Regions from separate parts of the Hordeum vulgare genome. Here region 2 is linked to region 1. A link is a contact called in public Hi-C data. All regions are on one chromosome and are shown on one strand. Each heading gives the region's core, a stretch centred on a gene start, on an enhancer-like site or on the middle of the called end of the contact. The rest is flanking DNA. Distances are from core to core; before and after follow the strand shown. Region 1 holds the start of LOC123443829. Region 2 holds the start of LOC123443830 (serine/threonine protein phosphatase 2A 55 kDa regulatory subunit B beta isoform-like).

The links. A called contact is a pair of places that touch in the nucleus more often than the background predicts.
Region 2: a Hi-C map of seedling shows a contact between it and region 1, with 3 times the contacts expected there. The contact joins the promoter of LOC123443830 here to the promoter of LOC123443829 in region 1. A contact is called at or near these places in 3 of 6 Hi-C or Micro-C datasets (leaf and seedling) and 1 of 1 datasets of contacts at active chromatin or transcription factors (embryo).

Annotation. Positions count from the first base shown.
Region 1 is chr3H:348,939,648-348,943,084 of MorexV3_pseudomolecules_assembly, forward strand. LOC123443829 reads right to left here and starts at 1,879. Exons shown (of 3, transcript XM_045120356.1): 1 at 1,779-1,879; 2 at 1,456-1,649. The coding sequence starts at 1,637.
Region 2 is chr3H:349,077,982-349,081,418 of MorexV3_pseudomolecules_assembly, forward strand. LOC123443830 (serine/threonine protein phosphatase 2A 55 kDa regulatory subunit B beta isoform-like) reads right to left here and starts at 1,912. Exons shown (of 14, transcript XM_045120358.1): 1 at 1,622-1,912; 2 at 1-104. The coding sequence starts at 1,742.

The DNA.
Region 1 (3,437 bases), core at 629-3,128:
GGCCCGGCTTATAACAATAACAACTATATGTCAAACTAGTAGAGTGAAGTCTATAATATTTCCAAAAGGACCGCATGAATCTGGATTATATAACCACTCAGGGATACCTCGAAATGTAAACAACAACAACACATAACCAGAATACGGAAGCAATTGACTGAGGTTGCACCTTTTGCACAAAGTAGCTAATAAGACCAAAGATTCAAAACATACACAAGTCAAGAAGCAATGGAACTCAAGGTTTTACTATGTCAGCCATTCAAACCTGCCTATACAAGTAGAAATATCCTACACTCTTCCTGCCAATAACTCAGATCAGCATGATATTTTACTGGAATGTTTGCAGGCAACAGTTGAATCAATTTCTTGCAAACAAGCAGAAAAATGGCAAATGTTTCACTGAGAGCTATATGTGTTAAGACTCAGTTCTCGAATATCCTACATAGTAGATTGACTTTTATTTATGATATATCGACTTCACAAGAGACTATGATTTCACCTAAACAATCGTCCTTTATGCTACCTCTGTGATGTCTCCATGCAACATGGGTCAAAGAAAAATATACAAACATAGCAACAAAACAAAACTGCACAGGTGATCAGGCATAAGCTTGGCATATATTGTTTCCATTATTATGAAATCTCAAACTTGTGCCAACTCCAGGACATACATATTTCCCTCACACAAGTAGGTACCTTGCCTGACTTGCAGAATTGTGATTTATCCATTAAAACCAAATTATTGAACATTGCAGATCTTGCTAGATTGAAGTGACAGTTATCGTTTCAGGTAACAAAGATGCATCTCCATCCACATACAAAGTTTAGCAATCTTAAATAGTGTTCTACAAGAGGGTCATCTAGTTAGGAGTAAGGTGACACTGTCCCACCACGTACACCTAGCTGAATTGCTCTGTCCTGGTAGCTACCTAGAGTAAGCATCATGTAAACAATTAGCATAGTACCTGCCTAGCAAAGCATAAGCCCCGGATCACAGTAGAAAAAAAAAAACCCGGCTAACCGGAAATTGCTGATGTAGCAATGGTCTTCCCCCCAACCACTCAGATTTCAGCTACATTGTGGATGGCACATACAAGAGATCTCCAAAATTCCCGTATGATATAGAGTAAGTCATAATTCATAAATGGTGCAGCAAGTGAAGAACTACGCTCGCTCAATCACCCAATCACACGTGGCCCCTGCTATATATTGAACAATTATATCTAATTTCTGTAAAAAGTTAGTATCCACTATGCTCCTGTTCAGCTAGGCTAACTGAAGATATACGGGCAGCAACAGAGATGGTAGGCAATTACGGGGGAAACCTCAACCACACCCTGACCACCACCGTTGCTACGAGCACGAGCAGATCCAATGATGCTGCGCAACAGCCCCGATTGGAACCACACCACATGTACAGACGGTTGGACAAATATAATCGTTTAGGGGCTTTACCTCGCGAGGCGCGTGTAGAAGAGCTGCTTGGAGAGCTCCTGGCACTTCTCCACGGAGGGGGGCTGCACGACGTACTGCTTGTTCTTCTCCATCGCCTCCTTGTAGTAGGCGCCGCCGTGCTTCGAGGCGAATTCCGCCGCCTGCGCCGCCTTGGTCCGCAGCTGCGCGAGCCTCGCCGCCATCGCCGCCGGAACCTACGATGCGGACGCGAAAACGGATCAAACCGAAGGTATCAGATCTGGTTGCGCGGATCTATTGCCGGATTAGACTGAAGAGAGTGGTTGATCTGATAGGAGAAGCTAAGGTTTTGGATGGGAAAGTACCTTGACGAAACGTCGGCAAGAGGCGAGGAGGAGGTGAGGTGGGAGGAGATCGAGAGAGGGGGAGGGGGGGAGGGAGAGGAGGACGGCGACGGGATGGTAGGGGTGTGGGTGCTCAAGATTGGGAGGGGAAGGGTATTATTGTCAACTCCCTGGGTTTTGGCACGAGAAGTTGAGGGTATTATTGTCAGTTCACTAGTTTTGAGCACGGAAGTTGTTTAGGGCATCTCCCGGCAAACCGGACACCGCTTTCGTCTGCGGACACGAGCGAATTAGTCAGTCCATCGCTTCGTTTGGATCCTAGGTTAGAGTTGGTTAAATCTGCATATTTGTTAGAATGAAACCATAAACATGAAGGTAAGTGAAGACATGCCAGTGGGATGGATCGTTCAACAGTAAATCCTACTTGAAAAAAGATCTGGAAATTATCTTGCCCGGCAAAAGTTTAAGATTTTCATCTGGCATACACTACATGGCACTCTTCCTTGTCGTGCTACGCTTGCAGATAGGCATATGAAAGTTTCACCAATCTGTTCTCAGTGTTTTGAGTGTCTTGAAGATACTAAGCATTTGCTATTTCAGTGCTCTAAATCACAGGAAGTCTGGAAGAGATTAGGAATGGATGATATTATTGAGAAAGCTTGTGAGATTGATAGGGCTGGTGAGGCGGTATTGCAATATTTACTGCTTTTACCTGACCAAGAATTGAGGATTATGGGACGCCATAACGTTCGTGAAATGATAGCAATTTCTGCATGGTATTTATGGTGGAAAAGGCGAAAGCTGGTGCATAACGAGAATACTCAGGATGTGCGTATGATATCTATGGGTATATTGGCTCTAACAACAAATTTTGTCAATGCATCATCCCCAAAGGCATCCATTAGAAAAGAGGGATGGTCCCATCCACCTAGGGGTTTTGTAAAACTTAACGTCGATGCTTCTTTTGATCATGATCTGTTACGGGGTACGATGGGGCGGTTCTTCATGATGGTAAAGGAAATTTCATTGCAGGGGGTAATAGCAAGATTGACCACTGCTCGGATGTATTGATGGCTGAAGCAATGGCTCTCAGATTTGGTCTAACTCTAGCGCAAAAGGTAGGATGTAATCGTCTTATTATCAACTCGGACAATATGGAGGTTATTGAGTCAATGAAGGAAGGAGGACGATCTGCGGGAGCGGCGGCGACAATTTTTGATGATTGTTTCCATTTTTCTTGTGATTTTGTTGCTAGTAGATTCGAACATTGTAATAGAGAGGCTAATAAAGTAGCTCATGAATTTGCTAGATTAGCTAAATTTTCTAGGGCTTCTGACTGGTTTGATGAACCACCAGATGAAGTTGTATCGATTCTTTTAAACGATGTTTTGATTATATCTAATGAATAAAGATCTTGTTTTCCTCAAAAAAATAGAGTTGGTTAGATTGAACTCATCCAACCCTTAAAAATCCAAACATATGGGTTAGAGTTGGTTAGATGCATCTAACCCATCCAAAAAATCTAACCCATCTAAGGGGTGTTTTTTTGGTTAGAGTTATGTGAGACCCAGAAAAAGTTACTTTTCTCTCTCCCTCCATCACACAAAATCCTAGATAAGGGAGCTAAATGATTGAAAAAAGTGCACTTATTGACAATCTAACTCTTTCATCCAAACACCT
Region 2 (3,437 bases), core at 662-3,161, 140 kb after region 1:
ATCTTTGACATCAGTCCTTTCAAACAAAACAACCCGGCCACCTCTGTCCCCAGTGGCAAGATGATGTCCTGATTTATTGAACTCTATTGCTGAGATGATGTCAACTGCAGAGAACAATACGAAAAAACAGTAAGATTAAGTTAATATGACGACATACCATATTATGGCAGCCTATAGTTTGGTCATACAAGAAGCATTGGGGATAAACATGTATACTAGCATGCAATCATACCTACTTATTAATGTCATCACTAACAAGCACATAGAAAACAAGGTTAAAAGCCTGCGAAGCAAGATGCAACAGGAGGAAAATATACCAAGAATAGCACTGTTTTCGTCAAGTGTGTTCAAAGCCTTCAGTAACTTTAAAGCAGTAGAGTGTCAGTGCTACATGAGCTGTGAGGTCAATTGGCATCACAGGTTTTTTAAAACATTGCTACCATGCTTATATACACACCAAAGTCCATCAAGTGTGGAAGCTTTTGTATAAGTTGGCCCCACAGGGTTAAGCAGTAGATTGACTCACAACAAGTTTAATTCAGCCGGGCAAAACAATAAAAAACTGAGGATCAACATTAACCAAAACTAAGTGATTGTGTTGAACTAGGTGCTAGTGCTACAGACCAACATAATGGAAATGACCAAGCATTTAAAAATCCATGTGGCTTACAAATATGACTGTCAGAAGCAGATATTGAAATTAGCAATTAAGATTAGAGAACAAAGCAACGCAGGCAACATTTTCATGTTCAATCAAGAGCTTAACTTTCTTTTCCCTAAAAAGGGTTTGACCTTTTAGGTGTATATGCCAAGTGACACTGCACCGAGCTAGATTGGGATAGATGAACAATAATCAAGTATGAAAATGTAAATGAACAGAAATAAAATCCATTCATACACGTTCCAGTGGGCGTCCATCTTTGTCTGAAAATCATGAATTCTGTGTTGGGATTTTTTTTATTGTCCGCCTACCGTTTCAAAAAAACAATAAGGCGTACGCTCAAACCCAAGCTCTATTGTATTGTATATTATCTTATTTCATAGCACTAAGCTTACATAATAAGTACAAGAACAGACAATCATGATTGTTGGTCGCTCGCTGCACGACAACATGCATTTGTCTGGCCAAAGTCAGTTGCCAACCTAAACACACAACCGTGATAACTTATTACATATACACAATCCAACATATGGTATTCAGCTTGACTCTTATATGACACACTCTACCCTTTAATGGAAAGACCTTGACTGCTCCACCACCTTGACTGCTCGACCCAATGGCACGGTGCCTACACATTTACTACGTACCAGTGAAAACTACCTACACAGCATCAACAACAGGAATCATCACTGATCTGGAGGGGACGAAGCAACAAATCCCACGTCCCCAGTACCAAAGCATCGAGCTTTGGAACAAGACATCCGGAGCCACCTCTACAGCGGGCGAGTTCGTGGGTCGATCCGCGCAGGAATCACCCAACCATCGCATGATAAGCAGCCATTCACGGCTCCTAGCCTCATACCCAGCTCGGGAGCAGAGAAACACTAAGATCCAGCTGGTACCAGCGACGAAGAAACCAAAGGGAGGGACGATAGAGAGCAAAGAGGGGTCGATCGGTACCATCCTGGACGTCCTCGCCGGCCCCACGCTCGCCAAAGACCTGCGAGAACCTCCAGTCGAGCGGCGCCTGGGGGGACGGGGCCAGGGCCTCCGTGGGCTCGGGCGCCGCTGCCCCGTTCATCGTGTAGGGCTGGATCGGACAAGTGGGCGCGGGCGTGGACGGGAGGAGGCGGGGCGGGATTGGTGGCGGGGTTCCCCGGCGACGGCGAGGGGGGGGTGGCGCGATGGTGCGGTGCTACGCGGCGGGTGTGGCGAGGCCGGCGAGGGTTTGGGGTTTCATGGGGCGAAATGGCCAATAAGAAAGGGAGATTGGGAGAGGGGAGGGTGGTGGGGGCGGGGGCGCATACGACAACCGGAGAGGGAAGGAGGAAACCAAAAGAAATTGTTTTCCCGATTTATGATGCAGTCATTCTTGGCGTCATGGGTTGCCATTGCCGGGAGCCCTGCCCTCGCTGCGACGACGAAAACATGGATGACGGAGCAATCGGGCATGCGTCCTCTCTCTCTCTCCCCCCTCTTTTTCTTCAAATAAAAATCTAAATACTTCCTTCGTCACAGTTTAAAAGATACGGTTAAGTTTACGTGCATTTTCATAATAGACAAGGTTTAAGACGCATTGCATGCATAGTGTAAATGTTATTTTTTAATCCATCTTACACCCAATCGATAACCATCTGGGTTTCAGAGAATTTTCAAGTATGTCTTCTAAACTGTGACAGAGTGAGTACAAAGAGAACTGATATGCCTAAGTAAAAGCCAAACTACCCCTTGAAATAGATTTCGGTCTCACTTTATAGGTAAAACAAACATCAAACCAAATACACGACTGAATGATACAAGGTGGTGATGTAGCCTTCAAACAATGTCGATCTCAAATTATCGTGGGAATCATGGTGAACTTTGCATTAAAGTTCATAGAGAGAGATAGTCATCTAGGTATTAGCTATGGACCCATAGGTCGATGCTAGACTATTCACACATCATCATAGGAGCAGAAAGGTTGATGTAGAGGTCCTTCATGATCGTTCTTCCTTCGACAGGACACCGGAATGGGACTCCATATGGGATCATGATGGAATAGAGATTTGCGGTGATGGAAAAAGTGTTTCGGGTGGCTCTCTCTTGTTTTCCCGATTTTAGAATATTAATAGAGGCGGAGTTAGGTCGGGAGGCGTCAGGAGGTGGTCCCAAGTAATCAGGACGCGTCATGTTGGCTTGGCACCACCCCGTGTAGTGTCTCTTCTTCCTCCAAAGCTTCGAGGTCTTATTTTTGTTCATAGAAAATCGTCAAAAAGTTTTGTTGCATTTGGACTTTGTTTAGCATTGATTTCGTGAAAAGTCAAAAACACACATAAAACATCAACTCACATTAGACACCGAGTTAATAGGTTAGTTTCCAAGTTTTTTTCAAAAAGAAAATAGGTTAGTTCTCAAAAATGGTATAAAACAACGTATAAATGCATAAAGTATCAAGAATGATAATATAATAGCATGGAACAATTAAAATTTATAAATACGTTGCAGACGTATCAATATCCTAAGCTTAATTCCTGCTCGTCCTCGAGTAAATAAATGATAAAAACAAAAATTGACGTGACACGCTGCTTAACATGTAATCTTTTTTTGGTATGATCATTGAGAAAAGATGAACTAATAAACATCAATATAGTAATATCCATAAACATAAATAACACAACTATTAACTTTCAAAATATACGACCCCTAAAGAATATTACTCCCCACTCATTTTATCATATTAACATGGCATGGCTCCGTATTCACCACATAAGTATAAATGGTGAGCACCGCGGTGTTA